Linked DNA regions of Mus musculus: region 1 is linked to region 2. The links are chromatin contacts, called in public HiChIP or PLAC-seq maps. All regions are on one chromosome and are shown on one strand. Each heading gives the region's core, a stretch centred on a gene start, on an enhancer-like site or on the middle of the called end of the contact. The rest is flanking DNA. Distances are from core to core; before and after follow the strand shown. Region 1 has its middle 23 kb from the start of Eef1a1. Region 2 overlaps Cilk1 (ciliogenesis associated kinase 1).

Evidence for each region. HiChIP or PLAC-seq counts read pairs in DNA pulled down with a chosen protein or histone mark.
Region 1: a contact with region 2 is called in an H3K27ac HiChIP or PLAC-seq map of embryonic stem cells, with 10 read pairs. The contact joins two enhancer-like sites. A contact is called at or near these places in 2 of 115 datasets of contacts at active chromatin or transcription factors (embryonic stem cells and extraembryonic endoderm stem cells).

The regions. Positions count from the first base shown.
Region 1 is chr9:78,501,750-78,508,098 of GRCm38.p6, reverse strand. No RefSeq gene overlaps it. Among named protein-coding and RNA genes, the nearest start is that of Eef1a1, 23 kb to the right of the region's middle. Within about 2 kb of position 4,643, at least 124 of the 459 cell types and tissues checked have an H3K27ac peak or open chromatin away from gene starts, as enhancers often do. A contact at or near this core is called in embryonic stem cells and extraembryonic endoderm stem cells, where this site is marked.
Region 2 is chr9:78,162,490-78,168,701 of GRCm38.p6, reverse strand. Cilk1 (ciliogenesis associated kinase 1) reads right to left here. Exons shown (of 14, transcript NM_019987.2): 12 at 4,043-4,171; 13 at 1,670-1,792; 14 at 1-1,102. The coding sequence ends at 948. Among named protein-coding and RNA genes, the nearest start is that of Rn7sk, 10 kb to the left of the region's middle. Within about 2 kb of position 1,836, at least 30 of the 459 cell types and tissues checked have an H3K27ac peak or open chromatin away from gene starts, as enhancers often do. A contact at or near this core is called in embryonic stem cells and extraembryonic endoderm stem cells, where this site is marked.

The sequences.
Region 1 (6,349 bases), core at 3,394-5,893, 340 kb before region 2:
TAGTTGGTGAGCTAATAACTAAGAATATCAAGTGAATGACAGACACACATCACCCAAAAAGCTGGGGGCGGGGTTGTTGTTTTGGTTTGGTTTTGTTGTTGTTGTTATTTTGGTTTTGACTTTGTTTCTTGTGTGTGTGTTTTTGGTTTGGTTTTGTTGTTGTTGTTATTTTGGTTTTGACATTGTTTCTTGTGTGTGTGTGTGTGTGTGTGTGTGTGTTACTGCTGTCGTTGTTTCCCCCTGAAATGGGAATTCTCTGTGTAGTCCTGGCTTTTCTGAAATTTGCTCTGTAGACCAGGCTGGCCTCAAACTCAGATATTCACTTGCCTCTGCCTCCTAAGTGCTGGGATCCAAGGAGCACACCACCACTCCCTGGCTTACTTTATTATTTTATTTTATTTATTTATTTGAGACAGGATCTCAACTAGCCCAGGCTAGCTTTGAGCCCCTGAGCCTCCCAAGTGCTAGGATTACCATCATATGCCACCATAGTCAGTATCAATATTTTTAAAAGTTAATGGAGGGCTGGGCAGTAGTGGTGCTGGCCTTTAATCCCAGCACTTGGGAGACAGAGGCAGGCGGGTTTCTGAGTTTGAGACCAGCCTGGTCTACAGAGTGAGATTCAGGACAGCCAGGGCTACACAGAGAAACCCTGTCTCAAAAAAGAAGAAGAGAAAGAGAAAGAAGAAGAAGGAGGAGGAGGAGGAGGAGGAGGAAGAGGAGGGGGAGGGGAGGAAGAGGAGGGGGGAGGAAGAGGAGGGGGAGGAGGAGGAGAAGAAGAGAAGAAGAAGAAGAAGAAGAAGAAGAAGAAGAAGAAGAAGAAGAAGAAGAAGAAGAAGAAGAAGAAAGGAAGGAAGGAAGGAAGGAAGGAAGGAAGGAAGGAAGGAAGAAAGAAAGAAAGAAAGAAAGAAAGAAAGAAAGAAAGAAAGAAAGAAAGAAAGAAAGAAAGAAAGAAGGAAAGAAAGAAAAAGTTGTTAAGGGGGGGCGTGGTGGCGCATGCCTTTAATCCCAGCACTTGGGAGGCAGAGGCAGGTGGATTTCTGAGTTCGAGGCCAGCCTGGTCTACAAAGTGAGTTCCAGGACAGCCAGAGCTACACAGAGAAACCCTGTCTCGGAAAAAAAAAAAAAAAAGAGGTTTCCTGAGTTCCATGATTGATTCCTAAGGATCAGGACAGTGAGTCCTACGCTGCCTGTCAACACAAACACCAGAGCAGAGGCAGGTACTGAATCTCCAAGCGATGGCCGATTCAGACAGACAGCAAGCAATTCAGGAACTCAGCAGTTTCACACTCTAAGAAACGGATCACTTTATACTATATATCCAGCCAGTAAGTTACAGGAGGAGAGACATGGACAGGACAGAACGCAGGGCAAAGGTAGGCAGCCAAGCACGGGAGAACACAGTCTTGCCCTCTGGCTGGATGGTCAATGCCTTGTCCCCCGGAGCCACGCCGTGGCTGCCGCTCTCCTTATCATCTTCTGCCTGTTCCCTTCTTTATCTCCCCCTCATTGTCCCTCTCAGCAGCTGGGTCTGGTTAGTATCTGCTGGTCTCAGGCCTGCGTTCCTTCTGGCATCACCTGGGTTAGGGATTAACCCAGAGCAAGCAAATCATTACAGCAATGTGTGCACATCCTTCCTACACCACGGAATGCAAACGTGCTCTATGTCCCCCCTGACCCTTGTCTCACTTCTACTAGGATGCTACTGAAAGTCAGATGAAAGCATGACATGTCTGCCTTCATTCTGTCGTCTGTGTAGACACAGAGATGAGGACCTTCATCTCTGGCTTGGAACCACGGTGAATTCTAGGGACACCAGGACCTGACAAAGCACCTCTTGCTCCCACTCCACAGGAAGGCAACTGTCTAGGAGAGTGAGGCCACACCCTGGAGCAGAAGTGGTCATCTCCTGGAAACCAGTTTGTTCCAGCTTGCAGGCCCAGAACTCAGACAATAACCAGAGGAACAGCTAAACCCTGACAGCTTTGATTATGCGTACCATACACTGTTTCCTCTGATTTTCTTCTAGTTAAGCCTAAAGTTCATATTAACACCATGAAGACCAGGACTTGAGCCCACTAATGCCCTCTCACTTCTCTAAGTGGCTACGTGGAATAAATCTCTTTCTCTGCTGTTTGTCATTCAGTTCCTCTTTAGTTGGCACCTCAGGTCAGCTTACTAGGAATGGTTTGCCCCCATATAGTACTTGGCATATTAATGATACATTTTATCTCTATGCGAATTATGAATTCATCTTCTACAAACCCATTTAGCAATATTATAGTCACTTTCCCATTTAACTACTCATCCCATGGCCTCAGAACTACATTCAGTCTGTCCCCAACCTCTGCTGACTTCGTTTTTTAAATATATTTTATTAATTATTTTTGAAATTTTCATACACTGATTTTTTTTTTTTTATGTAAGTACACTGTAGCTGTCTTCAGACACTCCAGAAGAGGGCATCAGATTTCATTACGGATGGTTGTGAGCCACCACGTGGTGGCTGGGATTTGAACTCGGGACCTTCGGAAGAGCAGTCGGTGCTCTTAAGCACTGAGCCATCTCGCCAGCCCCAAATACTGCATCTTGATCATTGTTTCAGGAAAGATCACATTTACCTCCCACTCCCCACCTAACTCCTCCCAGACCCACCCAGACCTTCTTACTCCTCCACCTAACTCCTCCCAGATCCACCCCACCTCCCTACTTCTCCACCTAACTCCTCTCAGATCCACCCCACCTCCCTACTCCTCCACCTAACTCCTCCCAGATCCACCCCACCTCCCTTTCTTTCATTTTTATCATTTTTTAAGATTTATTGACTTTTATGTGTGTAGGTATTATGCACAAGTGTCTGTGCATCCCTTTTGAGCTCGGCGGAGCCAGAAGAAGGCTTCAGATTCCCTGGAACAAGAAGAGTTCTAGAAGACTGTTAGCTGCCATGTGGGTACTAGGAATTAAGTCGAATCCTCTGGAAGAGCAGCCAGTGCTCTTAACTGCTGAGCCGGGTTTTTTGTTTTTGTTTTTTGTTTTAAATAACCTAATGAGTTCAATTTATGCTGCCCACATACTGATGAGCATGGGACCACTCACTGGAGAGAGGTTGACTTTGCAGGGACAGCATACTTAAAGTAAAGGCTCTTCCTCCTTCCGGATCCATGAACTAGCTGCTCAGTTAGGGGTGGAGCTCATGAGCCGCCTCTTTCCCATGCTGGAATGTTCACTATCTTGGTCTTGTGTGCAGGCACCACAGTTGCTGTGAGCAGATGGGCCCAGTGGTCTTATCGTGTCCAGAAGACACAGTTTTTACTCCATACTCTCCCTACCCTGTGTCCCTTACACCTTTTCCACCTTCTAAGTGCTGAGATTACAGGCATGTACCACCATGCCTGGCCAGACTATTATGCCTTTCATCCTGGTTTCCTGATTTTACAAAAATCATATAAACAGCTCAGTTTTGGTTGTGAAACTTGGAAGCTTTTGTGAGTGACTCCATCCTGACTTTTAGTCTATCCTGTGAAGTCACTCAGAGGGAATCAGCAGCCCCTATAGTATCTATATAACAGCACTGTTCTCCCGCAAGGGCCACAGGGACTCATGATGGACAAAGACCAAGCAGCCACGGGAGGAGCTAAAAGGCCAGGCTTAGGGCCTCACACCTTTTAGTCACAGCACTCAGAAGGCAGAGGCAACTGCATCTCTCTCTGTGAGTTCAAGACCAGTCTACTCTAAAAGGGGAGCTCCCCACCAGCCATGGATCGTGGATACACAAAGAGCTCTTGTCTCAAAACAAACAAACAAACACAACACAGCACACCAAAAAACCTCACAATAAAAACAAGCATGTGGGGGCTGGAGAGATGGCTCAGCAGTTAAGAGCTCTGGCTGCTCTTCCAGGGGTCCTGAGTTCAATTCCCAGCAACCACATGGTGGCTCACAACCATCTGTAATGGGATCCGATGCCCTCTTTTGTTGTGTCTGAACACAACTACAGTGTACTCACATACATAAAATAAATCTTTAAAAAAAAAAACAAAAACAAAAAAAAAGGATGAGCCAGACCCAGTGCACAGGTCTGTAATCTGTAATCTCAGCTGGGTCTACCGAGCAAGTTCCAGGGCAACGTGGCTGAATTAATGAGATTCTAGAATGAATGAAGCCCTCTGTTTAATCTCCTGTATGGAGACAAAGGAAGGGAGAAGGGAGAGGGGGAAGGGAAGAGGATGGAGAGGAGGAAGTGGGGGAGGGGGAAGGGGAAGGGAAGAGGATAGGAAGGAGGGAGAGGGGGGAGGGAGAGGGAGGAGGGTGGGGGAAGAAGGAAGGGGCAGGCTAGCTATGGCTTAACTCAGCTTCCAATCTTATTTCTCACAAATACCTACAAAATTCCTGAAGTCAAAGGTCCAGACCTGCTGTCCTGCTGGAATCCAAGCTGTCCCGCAGAGTCTCCTTGCCAGGCTCTCTGTCACAGAGTGCCTGTGCATCCTTTGAAGCCTGGCGATGACTGCACTCCCCACATTATTCCTGCCACAGTGAGCCAGTAAGGAAGGCCGTCATTTTTTAGGGGCAAACACAGAAGAATCCCTCTGCAATGTGTCTTTCCCTTTATTCTCAGCTAAAGGAGGATGATGCAAGCTGAGCATGCCCAGACAAGCTGAGGTGTTCCTGTCCTACAGTTTAACCTTTCAGACATGGGACCCAGGATGCAAGCTAAGCATTCACAAAAACACGTGTCTGTTGCCTTTTCTTCCTAGATTAGGATCTTCAACTGGGCATGCTCAGGACTGATCCCAGTCTAGGAAAGAGGGCTTTTCTCCCTGAGTAGGATAAAAATCCCTGCAGTTCTCTGTTAGGGGAGGACACTGCTTTGGGAATAACTCCTGTGCGATCCTCACCCATGGCAGTAAATCTTCCTGCACTCATTGAAGCCTTTGTGCTTCTTTTGATTTTGAAACAAGATATGAACCTATTACATCCAGTTCCAGTATGTGCTTCAAAATAATCCGGACTGAGGCTGTTAGAGGTGAGGTCAGGTTTCCATAATAATTGGTGCATCCGATAATCGGCAGGCACAAAGGACATAGCAGGAAGGGGGAAACTATTATTCTCTCATTCCTTCTGCTTTTCGGGGGGGGGGGGGGGGGCGGAGAGAGAGCTGTATTTACATTATGGATTCTATTGGGCTTATTGACTGATTGAATTTTTTTTAAAAAAAGTGCCCTTGGAACCCAGAGGCATAGGATTCCCCAGAGCTGGAGTTACAGACAGCTGTGAGCCATTCGACATAGGAAATAAATTATCATACTGGGCATGAAGTTGGGAGAGAGACATTGTGGGGAGCCCGGGAGGAGTTGGAGGGGCAGTGTGGGTGGATATGGGCATAATACATTGTATGCAAGTAGGAAATTCCCAAAGAAGAAATTTACGGCTTTTTAAACTTTTTTTTTTCCTTGAAACAAGGTCTTGCACCATGTGTAGCCAAGCAAGACTGATCTCAAATTCTTCCAGAGGACCAGAGTTCAACTCCTGGCATCCACAGCAGGAGACTTACAATCACCTGTAATTCCAGCTCCAAGAGATCCTGTTTCTGGCCTCTGGAAACACTTGGAGTCATGTCTACATACCACTGACTACCAGGCATACACACAGATACAGACTTAAAATAAATCCAATTTAAAAAATAAAATGCCCCTTGTACCAGTGTCTTTGGCTACTGTTTTAACAACAATGGACCCCAAGAAAATGAACTTCTCAGCCAGGCATGGGGTGCATCCCTTAAATCTCAGCACGGGAGGCATAGGAAGGAGGGTCTCTGAGAGTTCAAAACCAGCCAGGACAGCCAGGAATACATAGAGAGACCTTGTCTCAAAACACACACACACACACAAAGAGAGAGACAGAGACGGAAACTTTATTTTCCTTTTTTTTGTTTGAGACAGGATCTCAGTATGAAGCCCTGTTTCTCTGGCTCTTATAATCTTTCTGCCCTTCTTCTGCATGACCCTGTGATCCTGGAGCCTTAGGTCCAAGAATTATGCTGTAGATGTATCAACTAGAACATGGTACCACGTAGGTTCCTGTTCTCTGCACTTTGATCACACGTGGTTTTCTGTAATGGTTTTCGTCTGTTTGCAAAGAGAAGTTGCTTCGATGAGGGGTGAGTATAAAGATAAATATTTAGAACCCAGTTGGCAATTATGGTGGTTTAGTATACAGTGTCAGTTGCAGATTCTCCTTCAAGATTTATGACTTCAGGGCTGGAGAGATGGATCAGTGGTTAAGAGCACTGACTGCTCTTCTAGAGGTCCTGAGTTCAAATCCCAGCAACCACATGGTGGCTCACAACCAT
Region 2 (6,212 bases), core at 587-3,086:
CAGCAGAGATGTCAACCAATACAAAGCAACAAAGAAGTAGGACTGTGCTGTCTCGAATGATTATGCCTGGGTTTATCTGGATTTTTTGCAGCTGTGTTTGTGAGTGTAATAAAATTTCACCAACTAGTTATGAAAAGTTCTTTGTTTTGGGGGCAAAAATAAAGTAAAATGTCTAAAGAAAGCGATAGTTTAGGACAGAACCGTTGTATGAAAGACAATCGTATAAAAGATAGGATCAGGGCTGGGAGGCTTGTACAAAGCCCAGGGTAAAACCAAGCATGGCTTACACACCTGCGATCCCAGCACTCAGGCAGGTAGACACAGGAAGATCCCAAGTTCAAAGCTATCCTCAGCGACATAGTGAGTGGGAGGCCAGTCTGGGCTACATAGGACCCTGTCTCAAAACAACAAAACAACTTCCACCCCCAGAACAATCAATACAAGCTGTTCAGAAAAGCAGTGAGCAGACCACCTTCCGAAGACCAGTCTAAGAGAGCCTAGAGTACCGAATGGGCCACTCCATAAAATTCAAATATATCAAGTAAATTATCTTGTATCCCACTGTCTTAAACTGCACCCTGTCACAATACTGAATCAATATTATTACATATTTCAAAATCTGTATAAAATATTACATGGAACAATGAACAAAAAATCACTTAATCTTTAAAAAGTTCATTACAAAGTTGACTGTATAAAATGCTAAAACATAATCCATATATACAAAATGCTGTTGTTTAAGAAAATAATGAGACCCGGTTTTAGAATAAAATAATTTTATACAAAAAGAGGGTATTGCATTCAAATCAATGTTTTAAAAAAAATTTAAAAGAAATATTGAAATGTATTAGTTCAGAACAGCTGTAAGTGTGGGTTGTTTTACACCGCCTCGTGGTTGTGCGGGTACAATGGAGCCAGCTGAGGAGCACGGCCCGTGGCCGGGACAGTCACCGCCGGGATGGGTACTTGGAAGACCAGTCTATCCTGCCGTGCACAGGCTGAGCAGCTGGAGGTCGGGGGATCAAGCCGGGCGTGCTCCTGGGCTGGGTGTGAAAGAAAGGCCTCCCCGGGTGAGGTCTCACGGCCTTGAGGGAAGAGTAGCCTGCAATGGAAGAGAAATGCTGAGTGGGACCCAAGGCAGGTGCAGGAAGGCCAGAACGGGGACAAATGTCTGCAGCGGACACGGGGTGGGTGCATATGCACAACTGCCTCCTTCTCGTCTCCCCTCCTGCAGGCAGGGAGAAATCTGTGGGAAGACTCTATCATCTGGCACAACCCTCCTGTCTCTTTCTTGCCCCCCTGCACCCTGTATTTTGGCCTCTTCACTGCTCTCTGAATTTGCTAGGCCTGATCTGCTGCAGAGCCATTCCCAGTGCCCAGGGCTCGCCCACTAACTTCCGCCCCACAACTTCCGCCCCACTTCTACTAAGCGTCTTTTTGTAGCGAACTTTATTGACTCCGTGGGCTCCAGGCCCCAAGTCCACTTTTCGCCTGCTTTGGTTTTTTTTCTCCTTAGCATTTATGCACATCAGAATTTGTATATGTTGACACTCAATCCACTCGCATCCTCTACAGAGTGCTGCCTGACTCTGCAGACCCTGTCCCTGCCACAGAGCAGCAACTCAGGAACTACTGGACTAATTTACCGATGACAAGAATTGCGACTCACCGGGGGGAGGGGCTGCGAGGGGCGCCAGCTGAACCCTCTGCATGACAGAACCGATTTCCTTTTTCAGAAAGGAAGGAATGTAGCTTCCAGTCAGTCCACTAGAGCTCGCAGAGCCTGAGCCAACTGAGGGGTGAAAAGGAAAGCTCTTTAAACTACAGAGACACGCCTACCACACCAAGAGTTCAGGAAAGCACGTTGTTATCTCTGAGGGACAAAGGAGGAGACCGAGGAGAGCTCTGAGAAGCCATGTCACCATACCACAGTCAGAAAGGTCACGAAGGCAAAGGACATGCCTTCCCATAGGCAGGCAGCAACTAAGGGGGCCACTGTTAAACTAAGCAAGGGACATAGTTTTCCTACCAAGAATTGGTTTAGCCTGTTCTGAAACTTTTTTTCTTCTATTCCATCTAATGGAATATCCTTTCATGTCAGTGTATACAAATTCTGAAATGCAGTTGAATGTAATTCACTTAACATATTCTCTCATGCGAAGGGGTAATCCTATTTATTTACATGTTATAAATAGACACTAACTATCCTGCTGATAACTAGACTCACTGGCCCCAACAGAAATGTCCTAAAAGGTCACTCACTGTTTATGTCTTCCTGCCATCTTTCCTTTTCTCTACTCCCCACTTTCTTATTTTTTCCTAAGGCAGCGCTAGTCTCCTGAATGCTGGGATTATAGGTGTGTGCCACCAGGCAAAGCTTGTTTAAATCACTTACATTTGAAAGTGTGCTAAGGGAAGACTGTATACTGCCCTCTGCCTTTGTATTCTAGGAGGTTCATGGTATAACTTGCAGATAGCAGGTAAGCAGTTAACACAGACTCATGGATGAGTTAGTTCTGACCATTAAGGACAATGGGATGGTAGTACTGAGCGTGAGGAAGAGTTACTGTACAGCTGCATTGCCTTGACAACAAAAAGGCATCTGATAACTGCTTAGGGCAGAGTGGGGAAATGCCCTGGAACGCATGGAGTACTGGTAAGTAAGGAGACAGGAAGAAAAGTGAGAGGAGAACTTGAACCCCGCTCCCCCAAGGAGAAAAAAAAATCAATAAACACAAGGATAAACCTTAAGACATATAAGTTTAACATCAGTGAGAGTAGAGGCCCTTGGTCCAGTGACGGCTCCATGCCCCAGGGTAAGGGAAAGCCAGGACAGGGAAGCAGGAGTGGGTGGGTTAGTGAGTACGGGGAGGGGAAATGGGGTAGGGGGTTTTCGGAGAGGAAATGAGGAAAGAGGATAACATTTGAAATGTAAATAAAGAAAATATCTAATTAAAAAAAAAAGACATACAAGTTTAGACAGAGGCACTATATCCAGCTGGGAGCAATGTGATATCTATAAAGCCCAAGATGTGCACACCCTTTAACCTAAAGCTGATCCAGCAGAGGACCTGGTGCCTGTGTGCACACAAACAGAGATACAGTAGTGTCCGCCTTGTGTCCACCTTAGCCCCTTCCAACGAACAAGCTACAAACAGCCATTCACGTGGTCAGAAGGCAAAGAATGAATAGTGATCCAATATAGTAACGGATAATCCAGTGTAGTAACCAGTTATGGCACATACAGCCATATGCAGTATAGCTTACAATTCAGGATAGATACAACATACTTGCTACACACTTTATTTTTTAAAAGGAAGCATTCCTATAAACTTTAAACTATGCAAAGCTCACTGACTTTTATATATAACTTTTTAAATGCACAGGAAAAGTTGACATTCCATCAGGCCTGGTATGTAGGGTGGGCCACGGGGGCTTACATGTGTTCTTCGGTGGCATGACGGGTACCTGGGCACGGCATTCCTACATGAACCCTAATGTAAGAAGGTTCCGGGGAGCGGCGAGGGTTAGGTGTGCACTGGGTGCCGTGTAGAGCACTCGGCCAGGGAAACAGCACGGGGAAATTGTCTACCTGGCTAGCCATTTTGGAGGACTTTATTTTAAAAAACAGTCTGTCCACTTTCCAACCAGAAGGGACTCTGCTGCTCTGGGCAGGGCAGGTTCACAGTCAGGAAGTCCAGCAGAGAAGTCCAGACTAACACTGACTTTAGGAGCCAGGTGTCCAAAGCACAGCAGGGCATCCGAGGTTAGATTTGGTAAGTCTGTAAACTTGGTTTTTGGCTTCCTCCTGGGTCAGGGAGGACTGCTCCACTCCCAACCTCCCCTGAGGACAGAACCTTTGGGGAGCTGGCTGAACCCCTAGGGCTGCTACAAAAGGGAGAGCAGGGCAGGGAAACTGAAGAGATGCCTGCGTCTCAGACAGAAGGGCCCCATGCCATAGTTCTCTAGGAGACTTCCTCCAGCCCCACAACATCAGGAGAATTGGCCTCTGGTCACTCAGGAGTTAATAACTGTTACTTGCCTGAAGTTATTTTGCTCACTACTGATACTGTTCCTGAAGATTTTCCAGACAAGCCGGAACTGGACCATGAATTTGATGGAAGAAAGTCCTTGCCTGGATTTGGGAGCACGCCATTTCTTATATTTATTCCTAGAGGAGAAGAAATGAGCTTTCAATGCAAAATAAACCAGACAGATAGAAACAATGGTACATCTACACGAAGGATATTAATCAGTCATAAGGAGACCAGGAGCTCGCCATTTGTCTGATACGGACTTTAGACAAGGGAAACGCACTAACACACAAAGACAAGGGAAACTAACACACACAAAAAAAGATTACATGACTTCACTAATATGTGGAGTCTGTCTGTGGTTATGAGACTAGCCTTTAATGACTGAGCCATCTCTCCAACCCTATACATGGGACCTAAAAAAAAAATTCAAATATACATAGATTATAAAATAAATACAGAGAGAAAATTCAAAACAAAACAAAACAAAACAACAAAGCCCAAAAAACTCAAGCCAACAAGTTACCAGGTGTCTAGGGACAAAATGGAGACGACGTGAGGGCAGGTCAGAGAAGAGGGTGCAATCTGTGAGTCTTTTTTTTTCTTTTTCGAGACAGGGTTTCTCTGTGTAGCCCTGCCTGTCCTGGAACTCACTCTGTAGACCAGGCTGGCCCCAAACTCAGAAATCCACCTGCCTCTGCCTCCCAAGTGCTGTGATTAAAGGTGTGCAGCACCTCTGCCCGGCACAATCTGTAAGTCTGATCACCTAAGAACCACAGGCAACACAACTGTACTACGTATGACATCTTTTCTAAATTAGTAGGTGTTTGCTGTTCTTGCCATAATAACAACTAATATAGCCGGGCGTGGTGGCGCACGCCTTTAATCCCAGCACTCGGGAGGTAGAGGCAGGCGGATTTCTGAGTTCGAGGCTAGCCTGGTCTACAGAGTGAGTTCCAGGACAGCCAAGGCTACACAGAGAAACCCTGTCTCGAAAAACAAAAAACAAAAAACAAACAAATAACAACTAATATTAACTCCACGAGACCGTGGACACTGTTAGGGCCAAAGCACCCCACCCCTCCCCCACCCTAGCGGCAGTGCCACTGCCAAGGTTGTAAATGATGCTCTGGTCTCATCGCAGGCTGCACTCTGACAGGGTAAACAGAAGGCTTGCCAGTGGATAAACAAAAGCCCCAAACCAGCATGCCTGAGGAACTTGTGATGTGGGCTAGGAAGAGCCACAACCTCCCTTAGCTCCACTGCAGCAGCAGACAGCCTTCTGCAATGCTGCATCTATTAACACACGCTTACGAGACCGACTAACGTCCCCAGACTGGCTCCCAGGTGGCCAGGCTCGCACACCTCCCTAACCTTCCTCCTTTAAAGCTGGTAGCTTTTACACCTTTTGTTATTCTCTCTGACCTCCGAGAGATAGCCAGGTCAATTCTGAATTTCCCCAAATAAACCATTCCTTTCACCAGTGGTCCAGTCTGGTGGTTTCATTGCACCCTTGCTGAGCTGGTTTGGATGGCAGTGGCCCCCACAGGCTCATGTATCTGAGGCTTGGTCAGTAGGGAGTGGGGCTACCTGAGAGGGATTAGGAGGCGTGGCCTTGGGGGAGTGGGCTTCCAGGTATCTCTTCATAACAACAGAACAGTGACAAAGCACATGCTTACAGTCACTCTAGTACATTTCTTACAATTTATGTATTGCCTGTGACATTGCTAGATACCTTAATCAGACATGGCAAAGTTTATTTGAAACATAAAATAAATCTATACCAAATTTCAAAAATGAAAGTAACACAGAACATAAAAAATTTCTGTGGTTAAAAAAAACAAAAAACAAACAAACAAAAAAAAAAAACACTCCAGCAAAACCCAAAAATATAGAAACTGGTGACATCACGTGACAGACACAAAGGGAAGAGGCCATCTTGGAGTGGAAAACATTGTCTCATTTGCAGCCAGTCTGTGGGGTTTTCTTATGCTTCAGCTAACAGATCTGTCCCTGCTTACCTTTCTGGTCCCCTCCCTCCCTCAGGAGGACTCCTTCAAGGACTCCTAAACATTTGAATCTTCCCTCTTCCCAGTGACTTCTAGGTTCTCTCCATTCCTCACTGATACCCCATGCCACAGCTCTGCAGCCCCTGGCTTCTTTTTGTGTCTGTTATCT